Regions from separate parts of the Anser cygnoides genome. Here region 2 is linked to region 1. The links are chromatin contacts, called in public Hi-C maps. All regions are on one chromosome and are shown on one strand. The core of a region is the stretch at or near the end of the contact, and the rest is flanking DNA. Distances in the headings are between cores, read along the strand shown. Region 1 overlaps NDRG1 (N-myc downstream regulated 1). Region 2 overlaps ST3GAL1 (ST3 beta-galactoside alpha-2,3-sialyltransferase 1).

The links. Hi-C and Micro-C count contacts between places; a contact is called where the count stands out from the background.
Region 2: a contact with region 1 is called in a Hi-C map of liver, with 20 times the contacts expected there. The contact joins two enhancer-like sites. A contact is called at or near these places in 2 of 7 Hi-C or Micro-C datasets (both in liver).

What each region holds. Positions count from the first base shown.
Region 1 is chr2:155,580,738-155,585,655 of Taihu_goose_T2T_genome, reverse strand. It overlaps NDRG1 (N-myc downstream regulated 1), which reads left to right. Exons shown (of 17, transcript XM_048049918.2): 17 at 1-386. Among named protein-coding and RNA genes, the nearest start is that of CCN4, 45 kb to the right of the region's middle. Within about 2 kb of position 2,570, at least 1 of the 3 cell types and tissues checked has open chromatin away from gene starts, as enhancers often do. A contact at or near this core is called in liver, where this site is marked.
Region 2 is chr2:155,723,387-155,728,304 of Taihu_goose_T2T_genome, reverse strand. The region is part of intron 1 of ST3GAL1 (ST3 beta-galactoside alpha-2,3-sialyltransferase 1); the gene reads left to right. Among named protein-coding and RNA genes, the nearest start is that of ST3GAL1, 49 kb to the left of the region's middle. Within about 2 kb of position 2,729, at least 2 of the 3 cell types and tissues checked have open chromatin away from gene starts, as enhancers often do. A contact at or near this core is called in liver, where this site is marked.

The DNA of each region.
Region 1 (4,918 bases), core at 1,321-3,820:
GGTTACTTGTGTTGATGCTAGTGGTTTGATATCTTTCCACCAGTCAGATTTTCACAGTTGGGTGTTCTTAAGTTTGTCCTTCCATATGTAGTGGGATGGGATTTCCTGAGCTTCAATGCATACCTGCTGCATTGCAGTCCTTGCATAAACAAGAAAACAGTTAAATAGCAAATGTTAATACTTTGGGATTGCTTGTTCAGAAGAACACTGTCTAGGTTACTTTATATTGACTAACTTCAGCTCTTGTGTAGAATATCCATAGTGGTTTGTGGGAAGAACAGACAATTTCAAGAAAGAATAAAGCTATTGTGTAAAGTCTATCAAGAAAAGTTTCTTAATGAAGTATTTGTATTTATTACAAAACAAATAAATTTGTAACTTTGCAATGTCTTGTGTGTGCCTTCATCTTTTACCAGGAGTACAATGATCTTTCTCAATGGGGTTAGTATATTTCTTGTCATTGCTTTTTAGCAAAAAAATCTTTTTTCTTGTGCTCTTGTCCCTGCCCTTCCCTACATTCATGCTGTGAGATTATTTTTTTTCCACTTTTTTTTTTTCCACTCCAGCCTAGAATCATAGAATATCCTGAGTTGGAAGGGACCCATAAGGATCATCAAGTCCAACTCCTGGCACCGCACAGGTCTGCCCAGAAGTCTAGACCATGTGACTAAGCGCACAGTCCAATCTCTTCTTAAATTCATACAGGCTTGGTGCAGTGCCTACTTCACTGGGGAGCCTGTTCCAGTGTGCAACCACCCTCTCGGTGAAGAACCTCTTCCTGATGTCCAGCCTAAACTTCCCCTGCCTCAGCTTCACACCGTTCCCATGGGTCCTGTCACTGGTAATAATGGAGAATAGGTCACCTGCCTCTCAACTCCCCCTCGCGAGGAAGTTGTAGACTGCGATGAGGTCCCCCTCCCAGCCTCCTCTTCTCCAGGCTGAAGAGGCCTAGTGACCTCAGCCGCTCCTCATATGTCTTCCCCTCTAGGCCCTTCACCATCTTCGTTGTCCTCCTCTGGATGCTCTCCAACAGTTTAATGTCCTTTTTGTACTGTGGTGCCCAGAACTGCACACAGTACTCGAGGTGAGGCCGCACCAGCGCAGAGTAGAGTGGGACAATCACCTCCCTCGACCGACTAGCAATGCCGTGCTTGATGCATCCCAGGATACGGTTGGCCTTCCTGGCTGCCAGGGCACACTGCTGGCTCATATTCAACTTGCTGTCAGCCACAACCCCCAGATCCCTCTCTGCGGGGCTGCTCTCCAGCGTCTCATTGCCCAGTCTGTACGTATAGCCAGGGTTGCCCTGTCCCAGGTGCAGGACCCAGCACTTGCCTTTGTTAAACTTCATGTGGTTGGTGATCGCCCAGCTCTCCAATCTGTCCAGATCTCTCTGCAAGGCCTTTCCACCCTCATCTGAGTCCGCAACTCCTCCAAGTTTGGTGTTGTTGGCAAATTTGCTCAAAACACCTTCTAGTCCTACGTCCAAAAGCCTACTTTTATATTAACAAAACACAATGTAGTTCAGTATCAAGTGTTACTGGCTATTCAAAAAATAATTTTGCTCTAACAAATGCATTAAAAAATTGAGCCTCAGTACAGAGTACTACTTATCTGAAGTTAGAAGTCTTCTTTGTATCCTTAGATACAATCCTGTCTAGCACATAGACCTGCAGTTTGTATTCTGACTTCCTCACAGGAACTGGATTTTACTTCTAGCCTTAAAGCAGATGTACAGGTTTCCTTTCTTATGTTAGTCTGGGTTCTGGTAGACCACCCTGGTTGCCTTTTTACTTGGTGCTCTTACCTAGTGACTGATTTAACGTATTGGCAGTTTCAGAGGTAGGTGGGTTTTGTGACTTTGCTGAAACTATTTTGGTGGCTCCTTCCTTCTGTATTTAAAAAAAGAACAAAGAAACAAACAAACAAAAAAACCACAGCTGTGATAGGAAGAGGCAAAAGCAAATATTTGGCCTGTCAGAGCCCAGGTTCTGCTAAATGTGATTATTCAGCAGTTGTCACTGGACTGGTACCAGCAATTGGCTTGATTTGGTCATCCACAGCCCGTGCCACTGCCAGTGAAAATGGGAGGGATCTCTTCCAACTCATTTTACAAAAGAAGGGCAAAGTTGTGTTCTCTCTGAGCTTTTCTGGGAATGGCTAATCATTTCTTCCCCAAGGACACCATGGTGTGCCTGTCAAGCCTAGGCAGTTTATTTTTGTTTAACAGGGAGGAATGCATCCAATCCTTGCAGCACAAAGGGATCTGCGAGCACTTCTGAGCAGCTAGGAGTTGCTAGGACCACTATAAATGTCAGCTTTGTAACAAAAAAGTATTCAATGGGCAAGGAACAGTATGTACCTGTACAGAAAAGCTGGAGGACAGTACAGAGGAGTAATGCCTTACCTTTTAAAAGGAGTTACGGCTCCTTTTTCCCCACAGTACTGGTCTTCTGGCATCTTTAATTGGTATTCAAACTGAAGAGATGTAAGTGGCTTCCAGTTTTATTAGAATTTATTTTTAAATAACTTCCTTCCTACACTTTGGAAATGCTCAGTTCCTCGTTCTTGGAGACTGTAGTGTCATTAAACTAGAGAAGATGAGTTGGATTTTCACCTTTTCCTGAAAGGATGAATGGCCACTAGGGAGCAAGGAGATCTTACGGCAGAGAGGAAATTCCAAGTGGCTAACAGGAGGCTTCCAGAAAAGAAACAGTTCACCCTTCACAGTGTATTGGGGGTTACTAAGAGGAGAATGGGCTTCCCAGGACCAACAGATTTCCTGATGGCTCTTCAGAACCACTAGCACACAGGGTGTAATTGCTGAAATCGGTTCTTTCCACCTCTGCCTGGGTCTCAAGATCTACTATGCAAAAATCAACTGAACTTAAGTAGAGCTTTCCCTCTCCCTGTCCTTGCAGAGCAGGAGTGGAACTGGATGTGCCAATACCATGTCAACACAGCAGGACTTTTGTGCTGAAGGATGCTGCTTTTCTCTTTAAAAGTCTCTAGAAACTAAACAGCTGGAAACTTTAACCTAGATGTGTTTTGGGGGCTTATGATTAATGTCACGTGTTGCAAGTGATGGACTGAGCTGGAGAGAAAACAGTTTATAGAAAAGCTGCTTATTTTTCTCTCCAGTGCTGGAATCCTCTTCCTGTCTGTTTTTGCATCTTGGGCAGAGTATCTGTTGCAATCCATGGTGTGTCAGTAAAACGCTATTGTTTTCACCACAACAACACATCCAGCAGTGTCTCATGAGTAATTTGGCCCGCCCCCTTCCACATGCCAGCTGCTTTTTTTGCACTGTTTTTCACTGTGTTGCACTATTCCACATTCGCTGGACCTGTAAGTCTGTCTGGGTCTGTATATATCAGCAGCTGTTTTGATGTGTGGATTTAGTGTTTCCACAGAGCCAAATATAGGCTTTATGTTGATAGCTGATAACTGTTTTGTCTGATGTTTAAATAACCAAGAGAAAGGATGTCAGGGTATTTTAAGAGATCAACCCTTCCCCCTCAGCCCTTTGCAACAGACAAACACAGCCTCTCACTGTTTCTATCTATTCCTTCATTAAGGGCTCCATTCATTTTTTAAACAACACAGCTGCTGACCAGTGTTGGGGAAAGAAAGGAAAAAAAAAAAAAAGGCTTTTGATTGCAACTGCCAAACAGTCTGATGTCTGTTCCCTGCAATCCAGCGTGGGGATCTTTTGCTCACCCAGCACGTAAAGGGGGCTGGAGGAGAGCTGTTATTTGGGTGTAATTAAAGAGGCAACCCCCTACTCCTTACCCTGTGTATTTTTGACACTAGTGGCTGCATGATGCACATCAAACAGTGGACGCAAACATCACTGAGCATCTCCAGAAGAGCCCAAGGGTTGAGACAGGGGATATCAGGCAGCAATTCCTTCCCAAGCAGCACATAGCACAATCACTGCCACCGTGGTGGGCCCTGACCCACAGCAGAGCTGGAAAACTATCCTTGTTTGACCTGCCACTCTCTGCTATTGCTTATGGCTGAAGTGGATTATGGTATTCAGGTCAAGGTCAGCGTCTGAGGAGAGCTGGGGGCAGGGAAGAGCTTTTTGCTGGGTGGTTGCACTCACAGAGACCCAGGGCAGCTCCATACAAAGCCTACGGCCATGACTGATGGCTCTTGAGAGAGCAAGAGCTGCCAGCATCCTGGTCTCTGTTCATGTGAGTGTACATCCCTGCGAGGCCCAGCACCCTGCACGCAGCAAGCTGTGAAGGGAAGGTGGGGCTGCTGAGCTGTGGTTTCATCCCATGGAGTGGTCCTGGCATGGAGCATGGCCAACCTGCCTGTAGGGCTTGGTAAGACTGCCCTGAGCAGTGGTGCCACCCAGACTGTCACACACCGGTGAGACTCATCTTGGCCTCTTTGCCTACACTTGCATCTCCTCACCTGCAGAATAGTCTTTACTCGACCAATTACCACGTGGTTTCATTTATTATTAGTGGTAGCTAAATAATAACTCCAAGAAGTCTTAGCTTTTTACCACCAGCTGCCAATAAACCTTGATCCCTCAGTTCTTCCCTCCCCACTGCTCAGAGGCTTTGGGTGGGGTTTCTTATGGGAGCAGAGCCCAGCTTGGCTGTCAGGACTTCATTTGGAAAGTGCAAAGTACTTAGGAGGTGATAGGTTTCCAGATGAGTCCAAATGCAGTGGCTGTGAAAGCATCCAAGACACTCTTCATGCAAGACAGTGTACTTAGAGGCTCCATATGTGCAAGCAGAAGAAGCATCAGCTAGATGGGACTTCTGATGCCTGTAGAGGCAGGAGGGAAGGGTGCTACCTTTGCTGAAATCTATTCTGGAGACATGGCTGGCCAGAAAGTGTTTACATTGCAGAGGACTTCCCAACCAAAGCAAGGCACAGAAGGCTGGAGAGGTGGTTG
Region 2 (4,918 bases), core at 1,480-3,979, 140 kb before region 1:
TCTCCTGAAGGTGTTATGAATTTCTTTGTATTATCCCACTGAACTGATGTGGTTTTATCCTTGTCTGTTAATGCCCAGCTGGCAAGCAACCAGGGACATTCTTCAGGTTTTGAGTTTGCAATGCAAAGAAGATCTACCCTGAGAGGGGGAAAAAAAAAAGTTATTTCTGTTCCTCTCTAAAATACGAGAAAACAATGAACACAATCAATTGCAATGGATTGATCGCAGTATATTTTATTTCAGTTCATAAAGCCTAGACAAAAGACTAAGCTCTGCTCTCCTGTATGGCTCTGTAATCACACTGGCACCACTCCTGCACTTTGGTCCCACCATGGAGGAACGTGCCCTGCTGTGTTCTTGCCTGGGAAATGAAGTTTTGCATTTTGGTATTGGAAGTTTGCAGCAGAACTAAGTTATCCTGGCATGTCCAAGGGTGTTGTGCACGAGGGCAAGGGTAAATGTAGGAAGGGGGAGGAGGTGGGAAGGTAACAAGAGAAATCCAGACTGCAGATAAGACCTTAAGCACCCAGTTGCTTAAGGTAGCTTATCCTGCTGCCCACAGACAGGCCAGCCACATGCACGCTGCTGTTCAGCCCCTTTTAGCTCTCGGGAGACCGCAGCTGGACTGAGGGCTGGGCATGTAATTTAAACCTCCGCACCTTTGGTTCCCAGAAATTGTTTCTGGGTCTGCTGCCAAAACATCCTGTTTGTAGATGTGTCGATGCCAAGGTCATGGTGAGTTATGTTGATAAATACTGCGGCTGCTTGCACGCTGCTTCCTTGCAATGATTTAAATTAACTAGTGCAAATAGGATCGTGAAGCAAAACACGTTCCCAGAGGCTGAGCCTGGCAGGCACCAGCCCCGTGCGATGTCTCACGCTGGTAGCAAACATGGGGCTGCCGCTTCGGCATCGTCCTGCCCTTCGTTCTTCTAGCACAGCAGTGTGGAGCCTGCAAAACCTCTTTATTAAGGATTTATGAATACCCACGAGCAGAGGGGGCCATAGGACGGTGCTTGGTCTCAGACGCAGCAGAAGAGGGTTCAGCTCAAGGAAGGAAGAAAGAAAATCCTGATCTTGGACCTAACTCGTGTTTTAAGAAAGGAAAAAAATGGTCCTGGTCCAAGTCACAGCAAAGTCGATGAAAGCATTTTCCATTCATTTCAGCATGCCTTTTCCTCAGGCCCTAAATCATATTTATAGTCCCCAGAGTCCTTCTGCCAGGATATATTTATATATATTTTTTTTCTATTGTGAGTACCCATAGGAAACATGAGCGTTCAGGAAACCGGAAAGAGCGAGAATTAAAATAGAGTATGCAGTGTGGAAAAGGGCCATGGGAGTTCTTCTGGTTTCTCACCTTCCCCTCGTGCTATAAAAGGTGGCATGATTAGGAGTTTGGAGACACTTCAGTCCACTGTCTAAACACTGTTTTTTTTTGTTTGTTTTTTTTTTTCCCTTTTTTTTCCCCCCAAATTCTAAATATAAGTTTAACCTAAGCTCAGTTAAAAAAAAAAAAATAAAAAAATCTGTTAAAATGGGTGTTTACTTTGGAGGCTGTAAGTGTGGTCTTTTATGAACAATACCCCATTTTATAGGCTTTTCCAAGAAAGGCTGGATAATCCCCCTCTCCCCTCCACTTAAAAATAATAGAAGAACAGGAACTGTGTTTACAAACAGTGACTTGGCTCGGCAGTAACAGCAGTAGGGGGTCGCCCCGCCAGCATCACGGCTTTTGAATTATCTGGCCCATAAATGGAGAATCAATCTGCTTCTGGGACTTGGCCCAGTTCTGGGGGGTTTAGAGGCCGTGTTTTTGTTTAGACTAGCAACTACATCCATACCAGTAAAACGAACGACTTTGGGACTGCTCGCTGGCACAGAGGCCAGTTGGTGTGGACAGGGCTGTTAATCCCATTATTTACTCTCCAAGGTACGGTGGCAGCATCCCCCATGCCTTTTGGGTTGTGATTCCCAAATTGTACCCAGGGAGATCTCTGTTTACCCCAAAACTCACCACGGGTCCCTTGAAAACGTCCTTATCGGAGCCAGGCACGCAGGATTGCTCTGTGCCGCAGCGTAATTCACTGCGCGAGCAGCCTGGGTTAATAAAGCCTTTTGTTATCTGCCCTGACCCACTTGTCAGCCCTCGAGCTCCTGTAGATGCGTTCGTAAGGGGCAGGCTTCAAATAAATCCCAAGGCATTTGGCAAGCAGCGACTGACAGGACGGCACAGCCTGCCCATCACGGGCTGCATGGGGGAAACTCGGAGCAGAGGCTCGCCACCATCATCTGAGGCTCCTGCTTTCTGGTTTGGCTTCACGGGACTCAGTTAATATTTAACCACTGCCTCTAAAAAACAGCCCTGTCTATCTCCAAGCAACCATCTCCAACCCCTGGGACAAGTACCATGGCCTGGGGCAGCTCCTTGCAGCTCTCCAAGAGAAGAGGTGGCAGCAAAGCCCAGCCCAGCCCCGTGGCCACATCTCCTGGGTCTGGGTGAGCCTTGGCTCTGGGGCTAAAACAGGAGGGACCCTGCAGGGAGCAGTTTAAAATGGGAAGTTTTGACAGGTAACAGTTGCAGTTTTGCTCTATCTTTTCTGGCCAGAAGCCTGAAGCTGAGTGAGTGAGACTTCGTTTGCCAGGCTTCTGCTTTTTCACAAGCTGCACTTATTCTGACGCAGATGCTTCTCTGATGTTTTCCTCTTCATTTTTATTTTCTCATCAAAAGAATGTTATTTAAGCAATGGCACTTTGGGGGCTTTTTGCAAACATCCAAAGTTTTAAAAAAAACCACAAGACATTTTCTTCCCATGAAACAATGGCATTGTGGGAGGAAGGGATCCGGCTTTTGGCTTTTAGAGACTCGTTGCTTGTTTAAATCTCCGCTCTGGGCCCTTCCGCATCCCCCCTCTGCCTGGCTGGGATCTCAGGGGAACCTCTGAGATCAAAACCTGGCTGTACCTAACCTGCCTTGGCAGCGAGGGAAAATAGCAATAACCCATGCAAAACAAAGGCCATTTATCCTTTAACTTGTGCCGTCTGTCCCAGGACGTATGAGCTGTTCTTGCTTGGCTCTCTCCAAATCACGAGTCCAGCCCCAATCCTTTAAAAATGAAGCTGGCTGGGGGAGGAAGAGAAAGGAACCGATTCCTCTTCCTCTCAGTCCTGCTCCTCCCTCCTCTGCCCACAGTTTTTGTTCAGCTGGTTCGCCGTACAAATACTTGGCATACCTAGTGGCTATCAAGGTCAGTTTAAGGGAATAAGGTGATTCATTGCCATTCAAGCGACCGCGAGCTGTAATTCAAATAAAGCCAGAGAGCTGCGGCTAACTCGATACAAAGGGACTCAATGTCCACAGGTCGATGCTCTGCCCTTTCGGAAATTTCAGCCTGCGACTTGTCAGTATGCAAACAGGGCAGCAGAAGTCACTGCCGGCCCTGCGTCCAGGGCTCAGAAGTTTTGGGATGGGCAGCGGAAAGCACGGAAACTAGGTTGGGAGCGATGCCTTTCTGACATTTATTTTTCTGTCTTTTCACGTGTGTGTGTGTGTGTGTCTGCAGGCTGCAAACTGCTCTCTGTGGCTTAAATGGACATCAAAGCACGTCTCTCTGCTGGAACGGACGTCCCCGACTGGTCTGATCCTTGGTGAACTAACTTCAATGAAAGAGAAAAGAAGAGCTGTCCTCTGCCTTCTGTGATTTGGTTCCTTTAATTTATGGCTCGCTCCCACACACAAAAGCTAAATTTTCGTGCTGACATTGCTCCTCTCTAAATCTTCCGGAACGTGGAAGGACGAGGATCTGTCTTCGCTGAAGCCTCAGTGGGAGAGACTTGCCAGCACTGTGAAAAGGGGAAGGGAAATACCCAACTTTGCCTTTTTTCAGCCTATTTGGGGAAAACCAAGCTTCCCCCCCCATGGACGGAGGTATCGGTGGGTCCATCCTGAGCCCCAGGCGGTGACTGGCCGTGTCACCAGCGCCCCGTCCCTGTTGCCTTAGCTTCGGCCCACCTTGTGCTCCGCCAGCGCACAGGGATGGGTACCGTAAGGAAGAGGAACGTGAAGGTGTTCACGTTGGCCTTCGTGCTCATCACCGTAACGTCGTTTCTGCTGAACTACAAGCACCAGGTGACCACGAACACCTGGGATCCTAAACATATCATCACGCAGTTTTCCGAGCACGTCCGGAAACTCATCAAGTACCCCAGGAGGCCGTGCAGCTGTAACACATGCATTTCGGAGCCGGGACATTCCCTCTGGTTCGACCAGAGGTTTAATTCAACTATGCAACCTTTCCTGACCTCACAAAATGCCTTGATCCCAGAAGACAGCTACAGGTGGTGGCTGGTAAGTGGAAGGCATGTGCGCGTGTGCGGGCCGGGATGCGGCCTGGTGTCAGCACGGCAGGTACGGTGCCGGGCTTCTAGCGATGCTGAGCAGATAGCGATGATAGCATTTTCCTGCCAAAAACGTGTGCAGTCCCAGCTGACGAGGCAGGCAGAGGTGGGACAGAGTGGGTGTTCTTGCTGTTGTTTAGCTTGCAGGCACTCATCGCGCACCTTCGATAGCTCCAAGTTGGAAAAATCCCTGGTAGAGGTAGGGATCTGCACATCACGGCATTGCCTTCTCCTCCCTTTTAGAAATAGAATTCGTAACCTGGATTATTGTGCTTCAGGTGGTTAAAAAGGGCTGCCATCTGTCGAGGCAGCAAAGAAAACTTCTTGGGAAGTGTGTAATTCACCTGGGGCTCTCCCGACTGTGAGACATGTAAATAATTACCAGGATTAATCAGAAAGTGATTCATTCCTTGTGTACGAGCACGGGCTGCGCTGTGGGCAGTGACATAAAGCAGGTCTGCAAAGCACACAGGTGGCAGTGGGTCACGGGGAGGCAGCAGCACAAAAAAAGCACGAAAGG